Regions from separate parts of the Danio rerio genome. Here region 1 is linked to region 2. A link is a contact called in public Micro-C data. All regions are on one chromosome and are shown on one strand. The core of a region is the stretch at or near the end of the contact, and the rest is flanking DNA. Distances in the headings are between cores, read along the strand shown. Region 1 holds the start of ipo8 (importin 8). Region 2 holds the start of nopchap1 (NOP protein chaperone 1).

Evidence for each region. Hi-C and Micro-C count contacts between places; a contact is called where the count stands out from the background.
Region 1: a contact with region 2 is called in a Micro-C map of caudal fin, with 3 times the contacts expected there. The contact joins the promoter of ipo8 here to the promoter of nopchap1 in region 2. A contact is called at or near these places in 1 of 18 Hi-C or Micro-C datasets (caudal fin) and 1 of 4 datasets of contacts at active chromatin or transcription factors (embryo).

Annotation. Positions count from the first base shown.
Region 1 is chr4:9,921,918-9,926,923 of GRCz12tu, reverse strand. ipo8 (importin 8) reads right to left here and starts at 2,144. Exons shown (of 25, transcript NM_001044334.2): 1 at 2,004-2,144; 2 at 261-342; 3 at 1-125. The coding sequence starts at 2,087. It also overlaps a transcript of kics2 not described here.
Region 2 is chr4:9,611,430-9,616,437 of GRCz12tu, reverse strand. nopchap1 (NOP protein chaperone 1) reads left to right here and starts at 1,481. Exons shown (of 4, transcript NM_001201412.1): 1 at 1,481-1,613; 2 at 2,559-2,630; 3 at 3,727-3,860; 4 at 3,952-4,813. The coding sequence starts at 1,541. The coding sequence ends at 4,134. It overlaps slc41a2b (solute carrier family 41 member 2b), which reads right to left and starts at 887. Exons shown (of 17, transcript XR_012401816.1): 1 at 831-887.

The DNA.
Region 1 (5,006 bases), core at 895-3,394, 310 kb before region 2:
CACCATGTTTTCTCGGATCTGTCCGCGGTCATTTTCATGGATGTTGAAGGGAAACACCACCTCTCCCAGTGTAGGCTCCCGGTCCTGCCAGTACTGACTCACCATGTTCTTCAGGTAGATGGCAGCTGGAGGATGAATGTGACGTCATTGGTTATTTCATCCAATCAAAATTGACCATTGGTAAAGGGGAAGATCTCGACCCTGAACGATTCAATTGGGAAGGGGATTGTGACTGGCTGTAGGAAAAGAGAGGTTCTTACCTGCCTGTCGCACGGGAAACTCCACCTGCTCCGACACTATGATCTGTAGAAGAGTTGGGGCGAAGTTGATGATCTTGTAGGACTGAAAAAAAAAGAGACATTTTTTTTTTTACAAGAGAATAATAGTTTTTATTTTTATAAGCAAAATCAATCTACAAAGCTCAGGGATTTCTCTTTATATACATGTTTTCTCAAATACCAATGCAACGTGGCACCAAAATTATTAAAATATTGTTGATCTATGATGGTTCAATTCACCAAAAGCCAATCATTCAATTCAGATAAGCCAAAATAGCACAAAGAAAGCACAGGATATTATTTTTTCTTTATAATAAGTATGACTAAGAACTTATTAGATGTCAGAAATGTAATGCAATGAACTAATAAAGTTAATTTCTGCCAAAATAAAAATGCAATTGCGGAAAACAGACACTGATGTCAAATAGACTGTGGATCTTAGAAGTTTGCAACTGTATACCATTGGAGAAAATCACATATTCTTTCAGAGGAAAAGATGAACTATTAAAAAAATTTGGAATCCATTTTTTTATTATTTTAAAACAGTACCACATGATTTGATTTGACTAAAAAACTAAAAGTTTATCTTCATTAATTAATCCTGTATCTCCTCCCTTTTTATTTATTTATTTTTATTTTATCTATTCATTTTTACATGCCGTGTGCGTGTGTGCTTTATTTCAGTTGTTTGCTGCTTAGTTTCGATGTTCTGTATTGTTATTATTTAAAAAAAGCAAAATAAATAAATATATAATTCAAAAATTTTATTGCACCATTGATCTCACAATTCAAACTTTTTTTCCCTCATTTGTAATTTTTGTATGTATGTATTTACGTAATCGAATTAAAAAATGATCTCATCTCAACTTTCCCAGTGATGAACTTGAAAAATTGTCACTTCAAGAATGTCAGCACTGAGATCAAATCTGACAATGAAAACTACATTTTGAGGTAACATTTTTGTGAATTTTTTACACAACTTTGACTAACCCAAAAAATTTCAGGTTATAATCTGGCAAATGAGATTTAATATCAATATTCATCACAATTCTGTGAAAAAAAATAATTGTTTCAGCATTGATTTCATTCATTTTCCTTTGGCTTAGTCCCTTATTCATCAGCAGAATGAACTACCAACTATTCCGGCATATGTCAATGATATTTGGTTTTTGGCCCTTCATATGAAAAACTTTGGGCTCCCCTGATGTAAACAACAAGCACATCCACTCTCTAACACACAAGCTCTTCTAAAACAGAACTGCCTTCAACAATGCCTCTGCAGAGTAGGAATTGCACAGAATTGCATCAGTGGAAGCTGCAGAAATAATGATTTACATGCAGGAGAATCAGGACACAATGAACAACCATGTCACATTATAACATCACATCCCCAAATTGACTAACAGGAAAACTATAAATGAAGACTGAGACACTTAAATTTTGGATATAACCTAAATTAAGTCATTTTATTCATGTAAAGCGACTATATTCATAATTTAGTCCACAAGGATCAATAGTCGGCATCTCATTCTGCTGTTGAACAATGATGCCGTTGATTCACTGCAACTAGTGGGCACCCTTAACAGTAAACAAAGCGTTAATAGGGACGAAAGCAGACTATTATTCAGCTTTATAAATTAAAAATCAGGCCACAAACACTGAAGGCATCTTTTAGCGCTTCTGTTCCCCAAAGAAACAACAAACTTCTCCAGACGGAAAACTGACCTGGTTGAGTTCATTCTCAGCCGCGAGCCTGAGATTGGGGTCTATGGTGCCCTTCAGAGCCTGTATGATTCGATTGGGATCCATGAGGGCCGAAGAGGTGGATGAATTTCAATAAACTTTGGACTATCGGACAGATGCGCGGACGATCTGATGCCTCAGATCTTACAGGGAGCCCTGCCCCAGTCTGCCGTCAAGCGACTGTCAGCGTCGCAAAAGAACAAAGCCAAAGCGGAGCGTTTGCAGCAGAGGCTGGCGTGACAAAAAATTAAAGGGACCTCATACACAATATAGTTCTTAAATATATCAATATAAAGAACTGTCCTTAGCTAATTTATTTATTTATTTTTATTGCAATAATAACAGTACATTACAACAAATACAAAACTGAAAGAAGTATGGTACAATCAATTGAAATATTACTTTTAGAAAAAAGTAGAATGTAAGAAATTTACTTAAATCATTTTATTTCATACACTTCTATATTATAGGGTATATGCACAAAGACTTTTATTTTCAGCGGGTGCAGGATTATATTTCCCCAAAACTGTCACGGTTACTGTTAAAAAATGAACAAATGCGTGAATAAAAATCAAACTTCACCTCAGTAAAGCTGGTTAGTGGAAAAGCACATTTACTTATGTTTTGTTATTAAACTAAATAAAAATTAGATTAGTGAAAAAGCAGTGCCAAAAACTGAAATAACCCGTTATCTTTTTACATTACACTTATGTTAACAAGCCCACAAGTGACTTTTCATTTTCAATTGTGCTGGCTGATCCTCGTACATCAATTGTTTTCATGTCTTTTTACACTTGAACATCTAAACGAATGCTCAGGTCTATTTAACCGACTATATTATTAATGCTGTAAAAGGTATTCCATTGCCAATTGGACTTTTTAGTGGCTGAACAACACTTCCATGCATATACCCCCATTCATAAACAAGAACACAGTCTACATCAGCTTTGCATGGCTAAAATAGTTTTAAAACATACCTGTCTAAAAGTAATATTTCAGCCATGGTGTCACCCTTCAGGTTATTGTTTTGAACTGCAAACGTAAGGCACTGACAGATAAAAAAATAAAAATAAAATAAATATATAATAATAAATAAATAAATGAATAAATACATTAAATAATAATAAATAATAAATAAAATAAATAATAATAAATAAATAAATAAATAAACTAATAAATAAATAATAACAAAATAATAATGAATGAATGAATAAATAAATAAATAAATTAATTAATAAATAATAAATAAAATAAATAATAATAAACAAACAATGAATAAATAAATAAATTAATTAATTAATAAATAATAAATAAAATAAATATTCAACAAATAATTTAAAAAATAATAAAAATAAATAAATAAATAAATATAAATAAATAAATACATAAATTAATTAATTAATAAATAATAAATAAAATAAGTAAATAATAATAAATAAATAAACTAATAAATAAATATTCAACAAATAAATTAAAAAATAATATAAATAAATAAATAAATAAATAAATAAATAAAAATAAATAAATAAATAAATAAATGAACATTTTAATAATTTAAATTCTCTCCTTCTTAAGAGAAACTTAAGGCACTGACAGATAAACTTGATGGAAACAGAAAAATCATCAGTAATGCACCATTTCCCCAATGCAATCTAAGTCAGTAGTCTTCTCCCTCATAGTTCATGTCCACAAGGAGGAGCTGGAAAACTAGTCGTTTTTCAAATAGGCTTTACGAGCCTGCAAATATCATAACAACATGAATTAAATGATTGATTTTGAACTGAAATAATAAAGATAATTTTGAGTCAAAATATGTATTTAAAGCATAAACAAATAGTAAAATAGTACTGCAAGACCTCTTGTCTCTTCAATCAGTGTTTACATTTCGACCATGTGATTTATGTATACTAATGTTACAGTTCAACACATTGGACATATTTTTTCTTACCCCTTAAGTTGGGAAGCTGATCGTCCATTAGATTCCATGCTTATCTGCTGCTCGAGACCATTTAAAGAAGATCACAGACGTAATTTAAAATATATAAAACTAAAAATGTATCCTGTCTCCATCGACACACTACTAGTGTGTTGTTTTCATACTGACACTGACTCCCTTCCACTCCACCAGGGGGCGTCAGCGGCGTTGACGTTCAGCGTGACAGTGACACCTTTAGAGCCTAATCAATATCAACAACATGACACTGATGACAGCCGCCTCGACACAACTATGTATATACGTTTAAAAGCTATTAAAGTACAGTTGCTGCAGATGACAGCTCAGTTACAGACTCTGTCACTCGACAGCATATATTTCAGCCCATCAATAACGTTAATAACAAACGACGCGCTGTGCTGTCAAGCATGAAGAATGTCACGCGACTCACCTGTAAGTATCTACACATAATTAGTGATTTTTAAAGTCGTTGGCGCTCATTATATATCCATTATATTATATATTATGTTATATATATCAGTTTTAAACTGTATTTAAATCATTGGCATGTCGAATAGGTGTTTTCATTTGTTTGCTGAAGTATGGGTGATGCTACTCTTTCCTTGTCAGTCATTCAAATATAACTTTAACCCTGGATAAATAGATATTTTTTGTGAAAATTATTGTGTATAAAGGTAGTCTTACCTTAACGAAGGTTTAACAAAGACTTTGTTTACATCCCTGCTGAAAAAAAAACAGCTTAAATCAGGTTTTAGAGGGGTTATGGCCATTTCCACACTCGTCTTAGCTGGTCAGGCAGAAAAATGACCTGCTAAAATCAGGGTGACCAGCCTGGTTTAAGCTGGTCAAGCTGGTTTTAGCTGCCTGACCAGCTAAGACCAGCCTGAAAATGGCTGGAAATCAGCCTGGAAATGGCCAAAACCCCTCTAAAACCAGCCAACCAGCCTATGCTGGTGGCAGCAGGGATGTTGCTCTCTTGATGAAACTCCATGTGAATTTAGGATGGAGATTCTTCTGAAGCTTATTAGGTA
Region 2 (5,008 bases), core at 232-2,731:
TAATATTTTCATGTGTATTTGGGGGGCATTGCATGATAATTGTGAAGTTATAAGTAACAAACTTAAGCTTTAGGATTACAATTTAATAAAGTTAAAATGCTAAAAAAAATATCTCGACAAATAAAAACAATTTGAAACACTTTAACATTTATATTATTTTTTAAGTAAAAACTATTCCTTTAAGATTGCAATTTAATAAAGTGACAATGCTAAAAATAAATATATCACTACTAGAAATGTTACATTACAAATAATAAATAAATAATCTATAACAAGATGAAGCAGTGTTTCCTAATATTATCAAACAGTCACATCAATAAACAACACATACTGAATCACATGCAAATGTTTGTAAACAAAGTCAATGGAACAATATAAGCTTTCAGAAACCAGAACGAAGATACACAAACACATACGATATTGTTATCAGAAAAAAAACTTAACCAATACATTTCAAAAACTAAACCTATACATTTTATAGGACTTGAGATATTTTAATGTATTATGTATGTGATGCAGAGGCAGGAAGAGGACGGACTGTATTTTCAGTTTGACAAACTATAAGAACAAACCAGCTTTGTGAAGGTTATATGCCTTATGGTTACCAAAACCTACTTAATTATAGGTCTACTACACCTGTGCGTAGTTGACTTGTGTGTTGGAATCATCTCAAAGCATCCTAAATATTCTCCAGCTGACTGAGAGTCAACATTAACAATTCATCAAATGAACTTCAAAGCCTGTCAAATTAAACCAGCGCTTTATTTAACGTGTGTTAGACGTTATTAAACTCTTCGAATGGTGTAAAGATTACAGCTGAATATATTTACCGTGGTATTTTCCGCTCCGTCGAAGCGAGTTTTTGCTTCTTCCCTAAACGTCGGACTGGAGCTCTGTGACAGCGGCTGCACGTCATCAATGCCGTGCACTGCGACAGCCGCGGGAGCGAGCGTGCACTTCAAAATAAAAGTTTTTAAATTAAAAAAAGAAAAGTCTTATAAATAATGTCAAATAATGGGAGGTTTTAGATCTACAATATTGGACAATAATTGACCAATTTTTATTAAAAACTATTTATTACATGGCAAAACTCTTTTGTTTTTTTAAATACAATACATTTAAATATTTATAATTATGTTCATCTCTTAGAAAGAAGGGCACGTTGTCAAACAAGTACGACGAGGTGAATACCAGTGAGGTCATCCTGTGTAATTAGGTCAAATTGTCAAAATAGTAACAAGAAAAACAAGTCATGTCCATGCAAATACAGCCATACCTTTTTATAATACAGCCATACGTTTAATAATTTAGGCATTTAAGATACTACAGTTGAGCAATTGTAATTTTAGCTAGAATTAATACAATACAGTAAAGTGTTTTAGGGTGTTTTATCTGTTATTTTAATGACTATTATGATTATAAGGCACGTACACCCAAAACTCCAGAGGGCGCTAGAGGAAGCTCGACCCTTCAACACGGAAGTTATTATGTTGTAAACACATGGGGATACTAGAAAGTTTGTGCATGTGAGGGAATAAACATGGCTCAAACACAAAACTGTACCAAAAAAGCAACCTCTTCTAAGGACTTGCTGACTTGTGGCAATGGAAAAGGTGAGACATTCTTTAAAGAAAAAAGACATGATTTTACGCTAAGTTAGCTAGTTTAACGTTACAAATGAAGATAAATTCGTTTACTGTCTTGTATGGATTTGCTTTTGCGTTTGGTATGTTATTATTAATAAGCGATTTGTATATTTTCACGTGTCTAATTGTAATTGTTAACTGTTAAAGTAAAATGTAAGATTGTCTAACTTATTCAGATGTGCAGGAATTAAACCTAACATAGTCCTGATATGAACTCAAGTGTATTCGTTGTGGAAATCGATATAAATATATACATAAAATCTATTCAGATTGTAAAAATATAAGTGAATTGTTTATTTAATTGACATTAATCTATATATTTTACATGTGATTCTTTTTATTTACTTATTTGCATCATAGCCAAATATGATTTTGGACTCAAAAGATATACATTTTGGCTTTTAGCTAATACAGAGCCTAAAATACCGGATGATATTTCATATCTTTAACTCCTCAAGGTATTCATGCTGAACAACAGCATCATGAACGTTCAGTGAACAATCATTTTCAGTCATTATTGTGGTTAATTGGCACATTCTTCAGTGACAACTTGTGATCTGCTCCCTATATTTATACTTTGAATATTTGGTCTGAAATCACATGTGAGAATGACTTCAAAACAACATTAGCACTATTGAAATTGACTGTGAACAATGTTGTATGTTGATAGTCATCGGCTGCTGGTATGATTTCACTATTTAGAATTGACAAATAATACTTCTCTGAAATGATATTAAGGAGAAAGGCAGAATGTGTGAACATAAAACCAACTTTACCTTAATTCAGTCATTGTGTCAAAGAATGCCTTTTATTTCACATTCAAGCTATATTTCAGATTAATTATTTTTTAACTTTTATAATTTTTGCATTGTATAATGTCATTTAAAATAAATTATAAACTGCCATCTCCAGGAATCCACGAGAAACTGTTATTGAACTCTAAAGGTGCTTCCCTGAAAACGGAAAGAGTTTCCAGAAGTAATGGTAAGTACATTCATGTCATCAACTCTCTCTCTCTCTCTCTCTCTCTCTCTCTCTCTCTCTCTCTCTCTCTCTCTCTCTCTCTTTGTATATATACAACTTGTGTGTTTGTATATATACATAAACACACACACACATATATATGTGTGTGTGTGGGTGTATGTGTATATACACACAGACACACACATATTCAACATATATATGTATTTGCAGTTATTTATGACATTTCTAATGCTATATTTAATGCATAACCAGTATAATGAGATTATGCATGTAACTCAAAGACTTTTGGTGTCCACATCAACTTATTCATTCATTTTCCTTCGGCTTGGTCCCTTTATTTATCAGGGTTTGCCACTGCAGAATGAACCACCAACTTATCCAGTATATGTTTTTCACAGCAGATGCCCTTCCAGCTGCAACCCAGCACTGGGAAACACCCAAACACTCTTGCATTCACACTCATACACTACATCCAATTTAGTTTATTCAGTTTACCTATAGCGCATGCCTTTGGACTGTGGGGGAAACAGGAGGAACACGGGGAGAACATGCAAACTCCACACAGAAATGCCAACTGACCCAGCCAGGGCTCGAACCAGCGACCTACTTGCTGTGAGGTGACAGTGCTGAGCCACGTGTCCCCCATCACAATTATTACATTTCCAAAAGTGATCATCAATACATAGAAAGCATATATTAAATTTATACTCATTTATTCACTTATATAAAAGGAAAAAAATATCATACGACATATCGATGTGTAGATTTAAAATGATCAATGTTTTTTTTTTTTTGACAATACAGTTTTGTCAAAAGAAATTTTTTAAAGTTTTGAAGGATGTGGCTAAATTTAAAACTATAGTAAATTAATAACTATAGTTATGATTTAGTATAAGTAATATGATTAGTATTTTGAATATCTCATCAAATATTTAACTTCTTGTTGGTTTATTATTTAAATTCTTGTAAAAATGTATGACAGACACTTTTTAAACTCTTAAATCTTACAATTTGAATCTAATGAAATGACCTTTCATGCTACAAAGCGGCTTTTCCACTCATATAACATATAAATTGTGTGTTTTTTTTGTGCTAGTCTTGGACCGATTGCAGAATTTCCTTCCCCAAATGGCTCAGGCTAACGAGTCTTTAAGGCAGCAGATGGAAGAAGCTCCCGCGGGTTTCTTTAACATCGAGACGGTGGAGGACGCAGAGAAAGTCATTGAGATGGTTTGTCTGATCTCATCACGTCAGCAAGTGTCCAATAATAATTTAATTCCACTTTTTTTCCATGAATGACCCGATGTGTTTTGCTCTGCAGGACGTGGCTCTGGTTGAGCTGGAGGAATCAGACAGCAGTGAAGAGGATGAAGAGTCATCATCAAGTTCTGAGGAAGACAGTTCAGAGGAAGAGCTGCAAACGGTCACAGCAAAGACACTCAAACTTCCAGGTGACCGAAAGAGAAAGGCCAACATACAGATGCTGGAGAAAGAGGCAGAATGAACGTTCTGCCTATTGGCATTAATCTGAGAGACTTTTGCGGCCATTTCTGTGCTTGTGGTTGAAATATAGAAGCAATCCAGGATTGCTTTTGTTTGGAAAGAGCACAGACTGGTGATTGTAAGCTGGTGGAGTCAAGCAAGGAACATTTCATGGGTCTGTGGAGATGTTTTAGTCTAAATGAGGATTACAGTAAAAGCAGTGTTTCTCAACCATGTTCCTGGAGGACCACCAAGATTGCATATTTTGGATGTCTCCTACCCATTACAGGTCTTTCAGTTTCTGCTAATGAGCTGATGATCTGAATCAGGTGTGTTTGGATAAGGAGACATGGAGAATGTTCAGAGCTGGTGGTCCTCCTCCAACGTGGTTGAGAAACACTGAGTTAAATGATCGTTCAACCGAGAAAAAAAAAAAATGTATGTTTGCTGTTAATCTATGATCAGACTATCCAAGGTGTTTTTTTTTCTTAAGTATTGCATTAAACAAGCTTTTTTATTTTTTGGCAGTGAAATAATCATTCTGTGATTTATTAGTGTTGTAACACAAGTCTAACATTATTGCTGCACTATTATTTCTGTGCCTAGCACTATATGCTGAGGCTGTGGATTAAAGATAATCATTTATATTAGTGCTGGGCAAAAATGAATCGCATTCAAAATAAAAGTTTTTTTTGACAGAATTTAGTGTGTTTACTTTGTTTATTATGTTTATATAAAAACACGCATGCATATATTTGAGAAAAAGTTTAACTAAGATTGTTTCATTAATGCATGCATGCATATATTTAAGAAAATTATTATTTCAGTCATTTATTTTCTTTTGAGCTTAGTCCCTTTATTAATCTGGAGTCACCACAGTAGAATGAACCGCCAAC